Regions from separate parts of the Mus musculus genome. Here all the other regions are linked to region 3. Evidence: chromatin contacts called from public Hi-C, HiChIP or PLAC-seq and promoter capture Hi-C data. All regions are on one chromosome and are shown on one strand. Each heading gives the region's core, a stretch centred on a gene start, on an enhancer-like site or on the middle of the called end of the contact. The rest is flanking DNA. Distances are from core to core; before and after follow the strand shown. Region 1 holds the start of Lypd1 (Ly6/Plaur domain containing 1). Region 2 has its middle 41 kb from the start of Slc35f5. Region 3 holds the start of Gpr39 (G protein-coupled receptor 39). Region 4 holds the start of Actr3 (ARP3 actin-related protein 3).

The links. Hi-C and Micro-C count contacts between places; a contact is called where the count stands out from the background. HiChIP or PLAC-seq counts read pairs in DNA pulled down with a chosen protein or histone mark. Capture Hi-C pulls out chosen DNA fragments and counts their contacts.
Region 1: a contact with region 3 is called in an HNF4G HiChIP or PLAC-seq map of pancreatic cancer cells. The contact joins the promoter of Lypd1 here to the promoter of Gpr39 in region 3. A contact is called at or near these places in 2 of 39 promoter capture datasets (the SN4741 cell line and hippocampal neurons), 4 of 484 Hi-C or Micro-C datasets (the HL-1 cell line and embryonic stem cells), 1 of 115 datasets of contacts at active chromatin or transcription factors (pancreatic cancer cells) and 2 of 9 other capture datasets (embryonic stem cells and pancreatic islet).
Region 2: a Hi-C map of liver shows a contact between it and region 3, with 2.3 times the contacts expected there. The contact joins the enhancer-like site here to the promoter of Gpr39 in region 3. A contact is called at or near these places in 1 of 39 promoter capture datasets (embryonic stem cells), 5 of 484 Hi-C or Micro-C datasets (the AML12 cell line, embryonic stem cells, liver and 1 more), 2 of 115 datasets of contacts at active chromatin or transcription factors (intestinal villus epithelium and pancreatic cancer cells) and 1 of 9 other capture datasets (adipose tissue).
Region 4: a promoter capture Hi-C map of adipose tissue shows a contact between it and region 3. The contact joins the promoter of Actr3 here to the promoter of Gpr39 in region 3. A contact is called at or near these places in 5 of 39 promoter capture datasets (the 3T3-L1 cell line, the HPC-7 cell line, liver and 1 more), 3 of 484 Hi-C or Micro-C datasets (the AML12 cell line, Sertoli cells and ventricular fibroblasts), 2 of 115 datasets of contacts at active chromatin or transcription factors (embryonic stem cells and pancreatic cancer cells) and 3 of 9 other capture datasets (adipose tissue, liver and pancreatic islet).

Annotation. Positions count from the first base shown.
Region 1 is chr1:125,910,430-125,913,653 of GRCm38.p6, forward strand. It overlaps Lypd1 (Ly6/Plaur domain containing 1), which reads right to left and starts at 1,785. Exons shown (of 3, transcript NM_145100.4): 1 at 1,410-1,785; 2 at 1-99. The coding sequence starts at 1,461. Nckap5 (NCK-associated protein 5) reads right to left here. Exons shown (of 17, transcript NM_001081756.1): 17 at 3,207-3,224.
Region 2 is chr1:125,517,873-125,521,524 of GRCm38.p6, forward strand. No RefSeq gene overlaps it. Among named protein-coding and RNA genes, the nearest start is that of Slc35f5, 41 kb to the right of the region's middle. Within about 2 kb of position 1,534, at least 57 of the 459 cell types and tissues checked have an H3K27ac peak or open chromatin away from gene starts, as enhancers often do. A contact at or near this core is called in adipose tissue, liver and pancreatic cancer cells, where this site is marked.
Region 3 is chr1:125,675,397-125,678,871 of GRCm38.p6, forward strand. Gpr39 (G protein-coupled receptor 39) reads left to right here and starts at 1,600. Exons shown (of 2, transcript NM_027677.2): 1 at 1,600-2,796. The coding sequence starts at 1,941.
Region 4 is chr1:125,433,409-125,437,130 of GRCm38.p6, forward strand. Actr3 (ARP3 actin-related protein 3) reads right to left here and starts at 2,319. Exons shown (of 12, transcript NM_023735.2): 1 at 1,877-2,319. The coding sequence starts at 1,920.

The DNA of each region.
Region 1 (3,224 bases), core at 535-3,034, 240 kb after region 3:
GAACGTTCACGGTGCAATTTACGATGAACTCAGGGGATGAGCAATCGTTGTTCAGCTGGAATTCTTCACACTGGTAGCACTGAATTTGCAGCGCCAGCCCTGTGGGACAGATGCGGTGGGGTTCAGAAACACTGGTTAAGATCTGGCTTGCACAGAGCACATCCTGGCTGGCCGGTATCACCGTGTACTGCCCCAGACAACAAGGGCTTCTGGGCTCTGCATCCTGATGTTCAGGAAGGCTGGAGGTGCCTGAAGCCAGCAGGGGGCGGCGGCATCAGTTCCCAGGGTCTAGGAGGATAAAGCCCTGCCAGAGACCCTACATTTCTTCTCTAGACACAAACAGCTCCTATAACACCCCTCCGGCCTTTCCGCAAGAAGTTGCAAAGAGACCGGTGAGAGTTCAAATCCCAGATCAAAGTAGTGGGGTACAAGCTTGAGCTCCTGTCTGAGCCTAATTACTAATTGGCTACAAATTGGTTAATTACTATTTTGGCACCGTTCATAATTGCATTGGCTGACGCGTTTTCGGTTTTATTTATTTAATCTTTTAAGTCAGCGTTCATGGGCTGAGGCTCTGATGCTTCCTGGAGACCACCCTGCAACCTGGGGGGGGGGGGAGGTGCTGGATGCTAAGTATCCCTGCTCAGTCCTCCAGCTCAGGCTCCCTTCTTGTGATCAGCGACAGGGGCAGCTGCTGCTGAGGGTTGGAGAGGATGTAATGAGAGAGTGCCTGCGTTGGATGTGCGCGTCTGCTTAGGGACCACCACAATGCAGCCCTTTTAGACCTGTCTTGTGACCCCTTTTTTTGAAAAACATGGCTGTTGGAAAAAAATTCTGATAGCTTAGAGTCCGCGATCAGGAGCAGTTACTTACCATATTTTCCTGGTTGCTCTCCTCTGATCTGGGAGCTTCTCTTTGGGCCGCATGCCCCTTCCTAACACCCTACCGATCGCAGGAAGAGCACAGCTAGCTCACTCAGTCCGGAAGGGCTGCTCCCCCGCCCCCAGCAGAGGATTGTCCGGCGAGTCGCTCACCTGTCAGCGTCGCCGCTCCCTTGGGTGGCCACAAACACTGGGTAACTTGACTAGGTTGGAGGCTTGTCGCTCCTTTTCCTGTCTCGCCCAACTCAAGGACCCTCCCCAATCCCAGCTCTGTATCCCCGACTGTGTACCCCACGCAGCTGCAGCCAAGAGTCGCGCCAATCTGCCGCTCTCGGCTCTCCTGCAGCGCGGGACTTGGAGAGCGTCCCAGTCTAGCGCCTTTGGTCTCAGTTTCCAGCACCAAACTCCCGCTGGGTAGCCCCAGCGCAGCGCGGACCACAGCTGGGCGCACTGGGGCTGAGAGCAGGGACGCTTGGCGAGATAGCAGGAGCGTGTCTGGCCAGGCAGCTGGCCTCTTCATCTTCTTACCTGGAAGCCAGAACAATCCGCAAAAAGTTGCTGCGATGCCGAGAACCCACATCCTCCCGGATCGGCAGGGCCGGGAGCGGGCAAGAGCATCAGAGACCACGACCGCAGCGGAGGCTGTTCTGGCCGCGGCGACAGTAGCTGCCGAGGCTGCCGAGGCTCGCGCTGCTGCCGCCCAAGCGACGGCTGCCACCGAGAGGAGCCGCAGGTGTCGCCCGCGGCGCCCGCATCGCCCGCGCCGGGGGCTCCCAGAGGCTGGTCCCAGGCTCCTTGGATTCGCGCTCCCTGGGGCGGAGCGCAGCGCCTCCGGAGGAGTTGGCTGCTGAGGCTTGAAGAACTACTGGCGATCCGGAGCACCCAAAAAAGTCTCGCCTCTTCTGCCCCCACCCCTCCCACTCCGGGTACCACGTGACGGCTGCTGAGTTGTGGTGGGGGTGGAGGGCGGGGAAGGCTGGGACTGTCTCTCTACTGTCCCCACCCCTTTCTGCCACCCTTTTAGCCTACCTCCTCTAGTTCCTTGGAAAGGAGCGCCTGCTGGGTTCGGGAGTAGTGTTGACAGAGGTTAGGAATAAGGAGGTGACTAGGGCGCAGCAGGTGCCATCAGGACCTGTCCTATGCGAACTCGGAGACCCGAGTGCTAGGCTGCGGTACCCTTCCCTTCCAGGTGTTATGTTCCCTTTCGGTGCTAACAGTACCCTTGCAATTGGGTCTCGCCCACCCAGCCCGGCGTCTTCTATCACTCGCTGCCCCCTGGCCCTCTGGGTGACTGCCCTGGATAAAGCGAAGGGCTGTTTCTGAGCACCTGGCAAAGTTGCGGAGCAGCGAGTTCCCTGGGGTGTCCGACGCAGCCGCGCCTCTTCCTGAGAGAAACCCACCTCACTGGCCACCTGGGTCTTCCAGCAGAATGCCTGCGAGTACGATGGTGACCCTACCGCAGCTAGCTCGCTTAGCCCAACCACCATCTCCTCACCTGCTTGCATGCACCGCAGGGGGATGCATTGACTCAGCCTCGGTCTCCTAGCCCAGAAATAAAGCTACCTGGGGAGTGGACACCCGGATCTGTGCTCTCACTGAAAAGCAAATGGGTCTGACTGCTCCCCCAAGCCACCAGCTATGGGTATACACTCCTTACAGCGCTAAAGCATGGCCAATTGGCCATAGGCTGCCTCCCTCCTCCACTACTCCCCTTTCTGACAATTCTAAGTGACCCACCTTGCGTATTCCCGGGACACCACGGTGTTATTTTGCCTTCCTGGTGGAGCTTTGTGGAAGACTGTGCTGTGCACAGAGCAGGCAGTCGCAGCTCTTGGTGCCCCCGCCCACAACCCCCGCGCATTTCCACCCACCCCCACCCCTGATTTGGGATTTGGGAGATTCGGTGGAAACCCGTGGCTAAGCATCACCCCTCTCCTGTGAGGTCTCCCGAGGGGAAGTGGTCTCTCAGCTGGGATGTGATCATTTATGTCCCTACCCTGCCAGCAGAGCAGGTTTGAAAGAGGCATAAATGACTTTCTTGTAATTCCTTTGCAGAGATCGGTCCATAGCTGCCTCAGGCTCATTCTCCCCCACCCCTCCCCCTCATTTCTAGCTGGTTAACTCCTTGGGGAGACAAGGATGCTTTGCCCATTACTCGCTTGTCTGAAGTGTGGATCTTAACAATTGTTCGAATTACTATTACAGTAGCAAGAGGGTTGGCTTATTTATTCTTTCAGGGAAACCTCTCCACAGAGCAAGCGTGAGACATAATTATAATAATCACGGGACCAACCTCTCCCTGAACAAAGTTCTTTTCTGCTCTTATAGGGTGTAATTGTGATA
Region 2 (3,652 bases), core at 284-2,783, 160 kb before region 3:
TTGCAGCAAGTGCTTTTAATTGCTGAGCCATGTCTCCAGCCCCGTCTCCTCCACCTTTAACTGTCCCATACCATCTTTCCATGGATGAAACACAATTAAGTGTCTTTATGTCTTATCTTTATATATCCAGGTTGTTTTGTGTTTTACTATGGTAAAAGATTCTCAAATGAACATAGTCATGGTTTCTGTGTGCACGCACATGTTTGTCCAGGTTCATGTACGTGCTTGTGGCTTCTGTGTGTATGTGTGTGCATGTGTGTCCAGGTGTATGCAAGTGAATGTGGAGGCCAGAGAACAACCTTTGGGTATCAGGTGCCACCTGTAATAATAATAATAATAATAAATAAATTTATTGTTGTTGTATATGGCATAATATTATATAATTATATATTAATCATATGTAATATGGTATGTATAATATACAATGTATCATGTATAATATTATCTATAATATTAATAGTGATTATAATTATTATTATTTAGAATGAGTCTCTTATTGACCTGGAATAACCCCAAGTAGGTTAGGCTGGCTGAGTATCTCAGGAATCTACCCTTCTCTGCCTCACTGGTGCTGGGAATACAGTAATGTAAGTGAGTGCCAACACTCCTGAGCTTTCTCTTTCTTTCACTCTTTTCTCTCTTTCTTTCCTCCTTTCCTCCCTGCCTCCTCTCTTTCTCTCTTTCTCTCTCTTTCTTTCTTTGTTTCTTTCTTTCTTTCTTCCTCCTTCCTCTCTTTTTCTCTCTCTTTCTCTCTCTCTCTTTCTCTCTCTTTCTCTCTCTCTTTCTTTCTCTCTTTCTTTCTCTCTTTCTTTCTCTCTTTCTTTCTCTCTTTCTTTCTCTCTCTCTCTCTCTCTCTCTCTCTCTCTCTCTCTCTCTCTCTCTCTCTCTTTCTTTCTTTCTTTCTTTCTTTCTTTCTCCTGAGTACTTTGACCAAACTCAGTTCCTCAGTTTGCAAGGCAAGTGATTTCCCAACTGAGCCAGCCCAGTCAAATTGTGTCTTTTATTTGGTTTGCATCCCTAGATAGAACTGAAATTAATGGCTATTTAGGGGAGTTCCTATTATTAAATATGTCAGCTTTCCATTGCTGTGACAAATTGCCTCAGGTAAAACTTAGAGGGGGAAAGATTTGTTTTGGATCACAATTTCAAAGGTTTCACTCCAAGCCTTTGGTTTGAGGACAGGAACTTGGCCATGAATGTTGACAGAACCCACGGCTTTAAGAAGGGCAATGAGGTCATTGTGTTGACCCAGTAGCATCCTGGCTCTGGGTGCATCAACACTGATCATAGAGCCTGTGCCTTGTTTGTCTCCTGGAACCCTTCCCTTCCTATCCTAGGCCAGCAACACTTGTAGTGTTGTCTCTGGGCCACGGTGTGGTGCTAGTGGGCTGGGGCATCATGGGAAATGAATACCTCTAAAAAACGTGCAGTAGAGCCAGGCTGTGCCTCCTGTAGTTCTACCTGAGCCAGGACAGAAGGACGAATGCAGGACTGGAAACCCTCTGACTTTATCACAAGAGGGCAGCAACAACCCTGTGTACTTTGTTCCTGTACAGGGTTGACCATAGAACTGTCAGCCCCACCCAGGAACCAGGAAACAGCTAGCTAGAGTAGGAGCTTAGGGCAACGGGCCAAGGTTCCAGAGTAGATAACCTTTGCCCTTGTTCTGACTTGCTTTCCCAATATCCTTAACCACCCTAACTCTTCTTTGTACACTGAGCTCTTCTGTTCCAGGACGCCAGCCACTCAGCTGTCTCTGCAGACAAACCCTCAGCCCTGGTCCACCATCCATTCTCCCTGTTCCCACAGCTATCACCAGGCCTGTCGCTGTCAAGCCCACCTGTGTGTCCATAGACACCAGCTGATAAATATCAGCAAGGCCATCACCTCGAGGAAGCCAGGATGCAGAGACAATGGGAGAGCAGGGGGCTGAGAACAAGTTATTACAATCTGTGAGGGTATATCCTCAAGGCCATGGTCCTTTTAAGTAGGTCTCACCTCCTGCTTCTATCACTTCTCACTATCCAATCAAATTATAAACCCAAGTCAGTAGATTCACTCATTGATGACATCAGTTAGTCAGGTTCTCCCTAACCCAATCACCTGGCAACTAACCAAGGGTTAGCACATGGCCTTTGGGGGTAAATTTAGATCTAAACTGGACCAGCATGGTAGTACACGTGTTTAATTCCAGCACTTGGGATATACTTTTAGGGACAAAACTATAGTACAAAAAGTTACAGACTAGATGTTAAATGCCTCCTGTAAGCTCTTGTGTTTAATTACTTGGTCCCCAGTTACAGGCACAGGGAATATAGTATATTTAGGAGACAGAGAATCTCTGGAGAAAGTAGAAGGTAGGATTTCAGTTTCTGTTGTTGGCGTTTGGTTGCTTACGACAGAGTCTTATAGTATAGCCCCTGCCAGCTGGAACCGACTATGTAGACCAGGCTGGCTTTGAACCCAGAGATTTATCTCCCCTCCTGAGTGCTGGGATTGCAGATGTGTTGTACCACGCCTGGTTGCCTTGAGGTTTCTAGCCCAGCACAACTTTCTGTTCTGTTAACACTCTGCCTCCTGAAGTGGGTAGGATGTGACTAGGCATAGCCTGTTCCTGCCAGCATGCCTTCCCTGGCATACAGGTCTGAATACCTTCTCAAGCAGTGAGTCAACCCAAACCCTTCCTCCCTTAAAGTTCTTCTTGGCAGGTACATAGAAAAGCAACTAACAGACACAGCTTTTGTTTTAGTGTGCCTTTCTCAGAGTTAGCCACTGGGAACTCTCCATCTTCCTCTAAATACAAGGAACTCATCCCTTTAAAGGTAACCCTACTCCTTTATCTTGGAATGATTGGCTTTGACCTTTAGAATGTATAGAAATGTGATTATCAGATAAAACAGAGATGCTCAGTTGTGCTATAGTCTCTCTCTCTCTCTCTCTCTCTCTCTCTCTCTCTCTCTCTCTGTGTGTGTGTGTGTGTGTGTGATTTTTGTACCAGTCCCTGCTCTGAACACTTTTGGGGGGAAGTCTTGAGTTACAGAGATGAAAGACTCCTCCTCTGTGATCCATAACAATTAATTTCACTCAAAATTGAATTTATGTTGGTTATATAACTCTTGGGACGTCCCTAAGGATGGAGCGAGCCATCAAGAAAACCGACCACATGATTGAAAGGTTGGAACTTTGCTCCTACCCCAGACCTCTAGAGATAGAAGAGGAGCTAGAGAACAAATCTATCCACCAACAATCAATGATTTGATTAGTCAGCCTCTGCCTATAACAGAAGTTTATATAAACCCCCAAAGAGGCTGGGAGTATAGCTCAGTTGGCAGAGGGCTTGCTGAGCATGTCCAATGGCCTACGTTCACTCATCAATAGTACATACAGTAAACATGGTGATGCAGGTCTGTAATTCCAGAACCGAGGAAGTGGAGACAGGAGGATCAGAAGTTCAATGCCATCCTCTGGCTACCTAATGAATTTTGAGGCCAGCATGGTGTGAGACCCTGTCTCAAACCAGTATCAAAAACCAAAACTAGGAAAAATGAGAGGAGGAAGGAAGGAAGGAAGGAAGGAAGGAAGGAAGGAAGGAAGGAAGGAAGGAGACTGGCCTCCATCTTAAGAGAAACTTGGTCTATAGCTGAATCCAGGC
Region 3 (3,475 bases), core at 350-2,849:
ACATAGCAACCCAAAGCAAGCTAAAACACACAGTGAAAAGGTGACTACAAACAATTCCCTTGTTTCCTTGTGCCCCAGAGCTACTGTTAAGTGTGTTACACCTGTGGTCTCTTGCTATACTTATTGAGCCTCAAAGTACTATTAACTTAAGTCCCAAGTTAGGGGACTTGAGTTAATAATATCTAGATACATTTACCCTGTACAACTGCAAACCAGCACCCTTCAGTGCACCTCCTTTCCTTCGCTGTCTCTGGGAATTGCCCTTCTCAGCTTCCTGTCTTTATGTATTTGAATTTTTCTTAAGATTTCACACAGAGTGGGGGATGTGGCTCAGTTGGTAGAGGGTTTGTCCAGCATTTGTGAAGCCCTAGGTCTCAATGTCTCACAAAGAGTGGTGTTAAATGCCTGAAATTCCAGCACTTGGAAGGGGGAGGCAGAAGGATCAGGAGTTCAAGATTTTACTGGCCTATATGGTGTTGGAAGCCAGCCTGTGTTACCTGAAACCATCTTTCAAAAAACAAGCAATAGACAACCAACCCAAAGAAGTAATTTTATGACCCAAGGGGACTCAGTTATCTTCTGTCTTTGAAGTGTTAACCCAGGTATGGTGATCCAGACAAGGAAAAGCTGTTGTCAGGATGGGTAGGGACTATACACAGTCTAATTCTTCAGGACAGTAGTGCTTGGCTTACAGTGACTTCCCCAAGTCCCCACTTAGCAATGTCTGCACACACGTTGACTGTTGGGTGCATATGTCCACTCACTTTCTTTCGATTTTCGATTCTAGAGTTACATGGAATTTCTACACTGAAAAGCTCAACCTGAGCATTAGAATCCCTCCACCCGTTTAAGAGGAGGGGTGTGTGTGTGTGAGGGGGGTGAGAGGGGTGAGGGGGGACGGGACCTCTTTGAGAGCCCATGAGCTCCTGCTGTGGTCCTCTAGCTTGTGGAAACAGCTTCCCTTGAAGGACTTGCTTCCCTAACCAGGTATCTAGAACACAGGCACCCCTTTCGCATCCACCTACATTCCCAGCCCCTGGGGAGAGAATGGCTTCGTGACACAACCACCAACTGCGGTATGGAGAGGCAGCGTGCACTATGCACATGAGGAGGCTTGGAGCCAAGCCAGACTTCAAAAATGGTCTTATTAGCCAGGTTGGGGATGACTTCCAGGTAGTAATTCATTGCAAATACCTGGGTATCTTATAACCTAGGCACTACTGGGAGCGCACTTGCAGAGTTTTCAGGGCAAGCCACAGCCCAACCAGTCTTGCAAGGCAGGGCATCTCAGATACAGGAGTTTATAGATGATTGCCTCTCTCCATGGCCGGGAGAGACCTCCGCCTTCCCAGGTGCCACACCTACTCGGTTTGCCGGTCCCAAGAAACCTCAAAGACTGGCCAGGAGAAGGCTGCAAGAGCGAGGGGGTGGGGAGGTGCTGTTCCTTTTCCTGCCACAATCTGTGTTGAGTCAGACCCTGAGGCTGGCTGGGCTGGTTCTGCTGCAGGCTGCTAAGCAGAATGGGCTGTGGTTAATGATTGACCCGTGTGAGACCTCTTCCCTTCCCTTCTGAAAGGCAGTCGGGGAGGCCAGTGCCAGGGACCTGGAAGGGAGAGGAGGATCCGCCGCCAGACAGAGTTCTGCGGCTCTTACTCAGAGTTGAGTAGGGAGGTCAGAGCCTCCTCCGGACTGGTCCCTCCTCACCCGGAGTGACTATCTCCAAACCCCACCGCCACCCACTGCGTCGCCAGGGATTCTAGGGTGAATTATTCCAGGAAGTTACAATGAGAGAGCCGAAAAACTAAGTCACTCCTGGCCAGCCAACCACAGTGACAGAAAAGTGTTGCGCCCACGCTGGTGAGTTGCGGGGCTTCTTTGGGAGGCCGAAGAAAGGGCAGTGGAGACATTTGGGGACCTGGTGGTCTGGGTCTCTCTTCCTCATGGCTTCATCCAGTGGCTCCAACCACATCTGCTCCCGTGTCATCGATCACAGCCATGTTCCTGAATTTGAGGTGGCCACTTGGATCAAAATCACCCTCATCTTGGTGTACCTGATCATCTTTGTGGTAGGCATCTTGGGCAACAGCGTCACCATCAGGGTTACGCAGGTATTGCAGAAGAAGGGCTATTTGCAGAAGGAGGTGACAGATCACATGGTCAGTTTGGCTTGTTCAGATATCTTGGTCTTTTTGATTGGCATGCCCATGGAGTTCTACAGCATCATTTGGAACCCCCTGACCACACCCAGCTATGCTCTGTCCTGTAAGCTCCACACGTTCCTCTTTGAGACGTGCAGCTACGCCACACTGCTGCACGTGCTGACCCTCAGCTTTGAGCGCTACATTGCCATTTGTCATCCCTTCAAGTATAAAGCAGTGTCTGGACCTCGCCAGGTGAAACTGCTGATTGGCTTTGTATGGGTCACCTCCGCCCTGGTGGCACTGCCTTTGCTCTTTGCCATGGGTATCGAGTACCCTCTGGTAAACGTACCCACTCACAAGGGACTCAACTGCAACCTCTCTCGCACCCGCCACCACGATGAACCTGGAAACTCCAATATGTCCATCTGCACGAACCTCTCCAACCGTTGGGAGGTCTTCCAGTCCAGCATCTTTGGGGCCTTTGCTGTTTACCTGGTGGTCCTGGCGTCTGTGGCTTTCATGTGTTGGAATATGATGAAAGTGCTAATGAAGAGCAAGCAGGGCACTCTTGCAGGGACCGGGCCACAGCTCCAGCTGAGGAAGTCAGAGAGTGAGGAGAGCCGGACAGCAAGAAGACAGACCATCATATTCCTGAGTGAGTCTAGGTCGCGGTGGGGAGAGGGGGCTGGGGGGAGGAGGGGGGACGTGGGCCTTCTGGCCCGAGAAGTGAAACCCGGAGTTCACTGAGGCTAAAAAGCAGCAGCTAAATAAAGGTCTTGGTGCTTATTGGGGGGCGGGGAGGGGGGGGCGGGGGAGATGTCTCTTCTTTGTGTTTAGGAAAAATGTGGCCTGTGACATTGAAAGGTCTGGTACATTATTCCTATGACTTCAGGCTATAAACAAAGTATCTTAGATAAAGATACTGGGTGATAAGAGGGACAAATGAAATCACCCAGGTCGAGTGAGAGTTCCTTTGGACAGGGACAAGTCCTTCAGAGATAAAGAGAGATACTGCTATCTTACTGGATCCTTAGGCCAGAGAGCCTTAACTCGGCAGGGAAATTTTGTCCGAATTTGTTTTTCTCCTCTTTGGAAGAAACTGGCTTCTCAGGGATACTTGCTCTTTAGACTGCTATTTCTAGCAGCTGTGATCTACAAGTCTAAAGAAACTGAGCTTTGATCTGCTCACTCTGAGATGTATGTGAGCACTCCCTGCTTAGATTTCTGCTGGGCCATGTACCTTCTTAGTACAGTGAGGCATAGCAGGGATTTCGGTTTATCTGATGAGCTGACCTCGACATTTCTCTACACCCCAACTTCTGATGGAAAGAGAG
Region 4 (3,722 bases), core at 1,069-3,568, 240 kb before region 3:
ACTTTAATCATTTTCATCCATATATAAATAAATGACTGTCCAGCTAAGCTCTCCTTGTAAGGTGAGATCAATATAGTAATGTAATGATTTAGTAATTGAGATATGACACAGAAATAGCCTAGGTATAAGTTGTACCACTTTTCCTGGCCACTCCAAATGTGTTCTTAATTCAAGGTTGCCCTTTAAGAAAAAAGGTCACTTAGGGACAATTAAGTTCAAGTACCAAATACTATTCATTCAAAAATAACCAAAACTGCATTCCAAAAGAGGAAAATAGATACATAAAAAGAATAAAAAGACAAATCCTACTTAAGCAGCCATGGCATTATTTATAAGGTGATCAGTGACTATGTGGTTCTACTGACAGTGATTTCTAAAGCATGAAAGTACAACATAGCACTATCTGTCACTTCAATACAATACACTTGAAAAGTCCTATTCACTCTGGCTAATTCTAATTTTTAAAATGGCTCTAACATCCAACAACTGATCAATTAAACTACAAAAGGATAAACTTAAACACATACACAGAAACACTTCAGGGAGGTGACACTGGATTAAAAGAAAACCTAACTTTAATAAAATGTCAACTAAGAAAATACATAGAAATTCCAAGACTAGACTAGTGTTTTCCAAGAAAAAAAAAGTTTTCTGTTGTTTCCAGCTGCCTGACAAAATTACAAATAAAGGCAGAAGAGTTTTAACTAGTGTGGAGGGAAAGAAAAGGCATCGCTTAAATAACTGTGGTAGGGAGAATAAGAGGAAAAAGGTTGGCAACTATCCTCAAAACCACTGATGTATTTGGGGGATTCGAGATCAGACAGGCCTCTTCCTCCACCAAGGATTTCAACGTAGAACATAAAAAAATGTACAGTCTTCTCTCTAGGTCACTACCCAGAGCAAGTTGTAACTCTTGACAAGGTTCATTAATACAAAACCACTACTTTAAAGTCATTTTAGTCAACCACACTACTATCAGAAACAATTACTTTAAATCAAACACATTCCTTTATACCCCCTTTCAGTTTTCAAGACACAGTCACAAAACGAACGTGAACAAACGTTTAGGTTCCAGGGTGCGTCCCTTCTCTCCCCTCTGTCTCCCTCCGTGGACACACAAGAACATTTTTTTTTCTAGTTCAGACATATTGATACCTACCACTCATAATGTACTCTTTATGCAACCTGCTTAATTTTGAAAGTTCTAATAAGACGTGGTAACGTTCGAGACGAAAAACTACCTTATAAGGCTATAAAAGACGGAAAGCAGGAAGCGGCTTTGACAAAACTAAGGAAGTTGCAGCGCGCTTGCTCACCAAGGGACTTTTTTGAGGCAAGAGCTATAACCCCCGTGAGATCCTCCTCGCTGGAACTGACTTGGTTCAATGGGTAGTGGGAGATGGCTACGAATGGGTGTGGGCGGAAACCAGGCGGCGCGTGGGTCCGCTGCAAAAGCCCCCCATGCTAGCTTCCCATTTTCACAGCCTGGTTCGTCGCTCTCCCCACCCACACGCCCTAAGAGATCGAGAGTTGTCACCGCGATCTTGCAAAATCTGCAAGGAGCGCTTCTCTCTCTCTCTCTCTCTCTCTCTCTCTCTCTCTCTCTCTCTCTCTCTCTCTCTCTCTCTCTTTTCCTTGCTCCTAGGTCTGGAGGTCCTCGGTGGGTGCCCTGCTTCACAGGCAGCAAAGGGGAGAGAAGGGAAAGGACAGCCAGGTGGGCCAGACGGCCTCCTCGGAAAGGAAGGGCCTGGAAAAGATCTCTGTCCCGGGAGGCTCCCGGCACCACCCCTCGCCAGTCTGGCCGGCTCCCCCCATTCATCTCCCTCCTCCGCCCGTCCCCGGCCTCAGTCTCCCCCACCCCGAAGACCCGCCGTACCCCGTGCCACAGTCCACCACACAGGCCGGCAGCCGTCCCGCCATCTTCCTCCTCGCCCGCCGCTGCCGTCCGTTCCGTGCTGCTGAGAGGCCGGGGAGCTAGAGATGGGAGCTGGCTGACCATGCACCGGCCCGGGCCGCCCTCGGTCGGGAGGGAGGGAGGAAGGGAGGGAGCTGTGGGAAGCCCGAGCAGGAGCGAGTGAGCAGTCGGCTAGTACTTCCGCAAGCCCAGCAGGCTGGCCGGCCGGCAGGCTGGCTGTCCCCGCCCTACCCTGCCGCGGCCTCCTCCTCTACCCCTCCGCTCTCCGCCCTCCTCCTCCTCCTCCTCGCTCCCGCCCCCACCCTACAACTTCTTCCCCCTCGCACTGCCTTTCCGCGGGGAGCCAAGATGGCCGCCGCTGCCGACGCCCCGGCCAGGCCAGGCCCCAGGCCGCGATCGCTCCCACTTCCGGTTCCGGGTGGGAGGAGCGAGCACGCGCGCGCGTGCGTGCGATGTACTGTGCGGCCGCCCGGCCCCGGCTCCCTTCCGGATAGCCAGAAAGTCCACTTTGGGTTTTCAAATAGCTGGAAGCCCAGAAGCCAAGCTGAGCTTGAAGGGGGTCCAGAAGCGGCTACGCATGCGCAGTGGCGCGCAGCTGTGGGTCGCGGCTCCGCTTCCGACTTGCGAAGATTCCAGTTCGCATTTTCTGGCCGGTGGCAGCCCAGAAGTCAGGCAGTTATTTAGTTAGGAAGCTGGCTTTTGGTGGTGGTGGGTGTTGAGTGTGTTTCTTCTCTGCTAACTTGAGCCATGGGCAGGAGGCTTTCTACTGTGGGGTGAAGGGCTAATTGGAAACGTGGTCAGCGGCATGTCCCCATAATCGCTGTAGGTGAGCAGTCAGAAAAGGGATGTGTCCTGAGATTTATGTCAGTTATACTATTGCATTGTAGTTTGCAAGCTCCCCAAAATGGTGGGCCTTTGCTTTTAAGACAGGCAAGGATCCAAGACGTTAGGTTGAACAATAACAAACCCACCTTCTTCAGGGTTTGGGGATTCCTGTGTGTCTTCCAAGAAAGGCAAGTGTTGGATCAGTGACATGGCTTAGCAGGTAAAGATGCTTGCACTCACTAACCTGAGTTTGAGCCCTTGGAGATCCACATGCTGGAAGGAATGAAAAGACCCCCACAAGTTGTTCTTTGATTTTGCGCACATCCTCCCCCTCATAAGAAAATATAAAACAAAAATTAAAAAATCAAGTTTCCCAGAGGTTATGCTCTACATAGCCTGTACAAATGGCCTTTATTTGGGTTTTGGGGTGATGATAAACTTCTTTCAAGAGTAGTGAGATTATCTCCGGCCTTTAAGAAAGGCCAGTGTCCCAGAGGTTGTGTTCTACAAAATAGACTCTGTGCAGGTGGCCTCTATTCCGGTTGAAGTGACAATGAATTTCCTTCTGTGGAGTGCTGTTAACGTGATACCAACTTTTTCTAGTTGGAAAAAAAAAGAAAAAGAAAAAGAAAGAAAGATGAGAAAAAGATATGTATTTTTTTACATCACAGACTTAAAAAGTAATACTTTTAAAACTTGAATACATCAGAGTAACATAGAAAGCTTAAAGTATGTTGCTGGGTCATCTCCCAGGGGATTAGGCAAAATCAATGTGCAGTAGAACCTGAGAATTTACTTTCTCATCAGCAGGAACCTGGAAAGTTAATAGCTTTCCTTCCCAACAGGCTTGTCTTTTATTTATTCTTTAGCAATCCCATACATGTAAATGCTATATCTTGATTGAATTTACCCAGAACCTTCTCTCTGGCTCCCCTGGATATCCCAATGTATTCCTCCTCCTCCTCCTCCTCCTCCTCCTCCT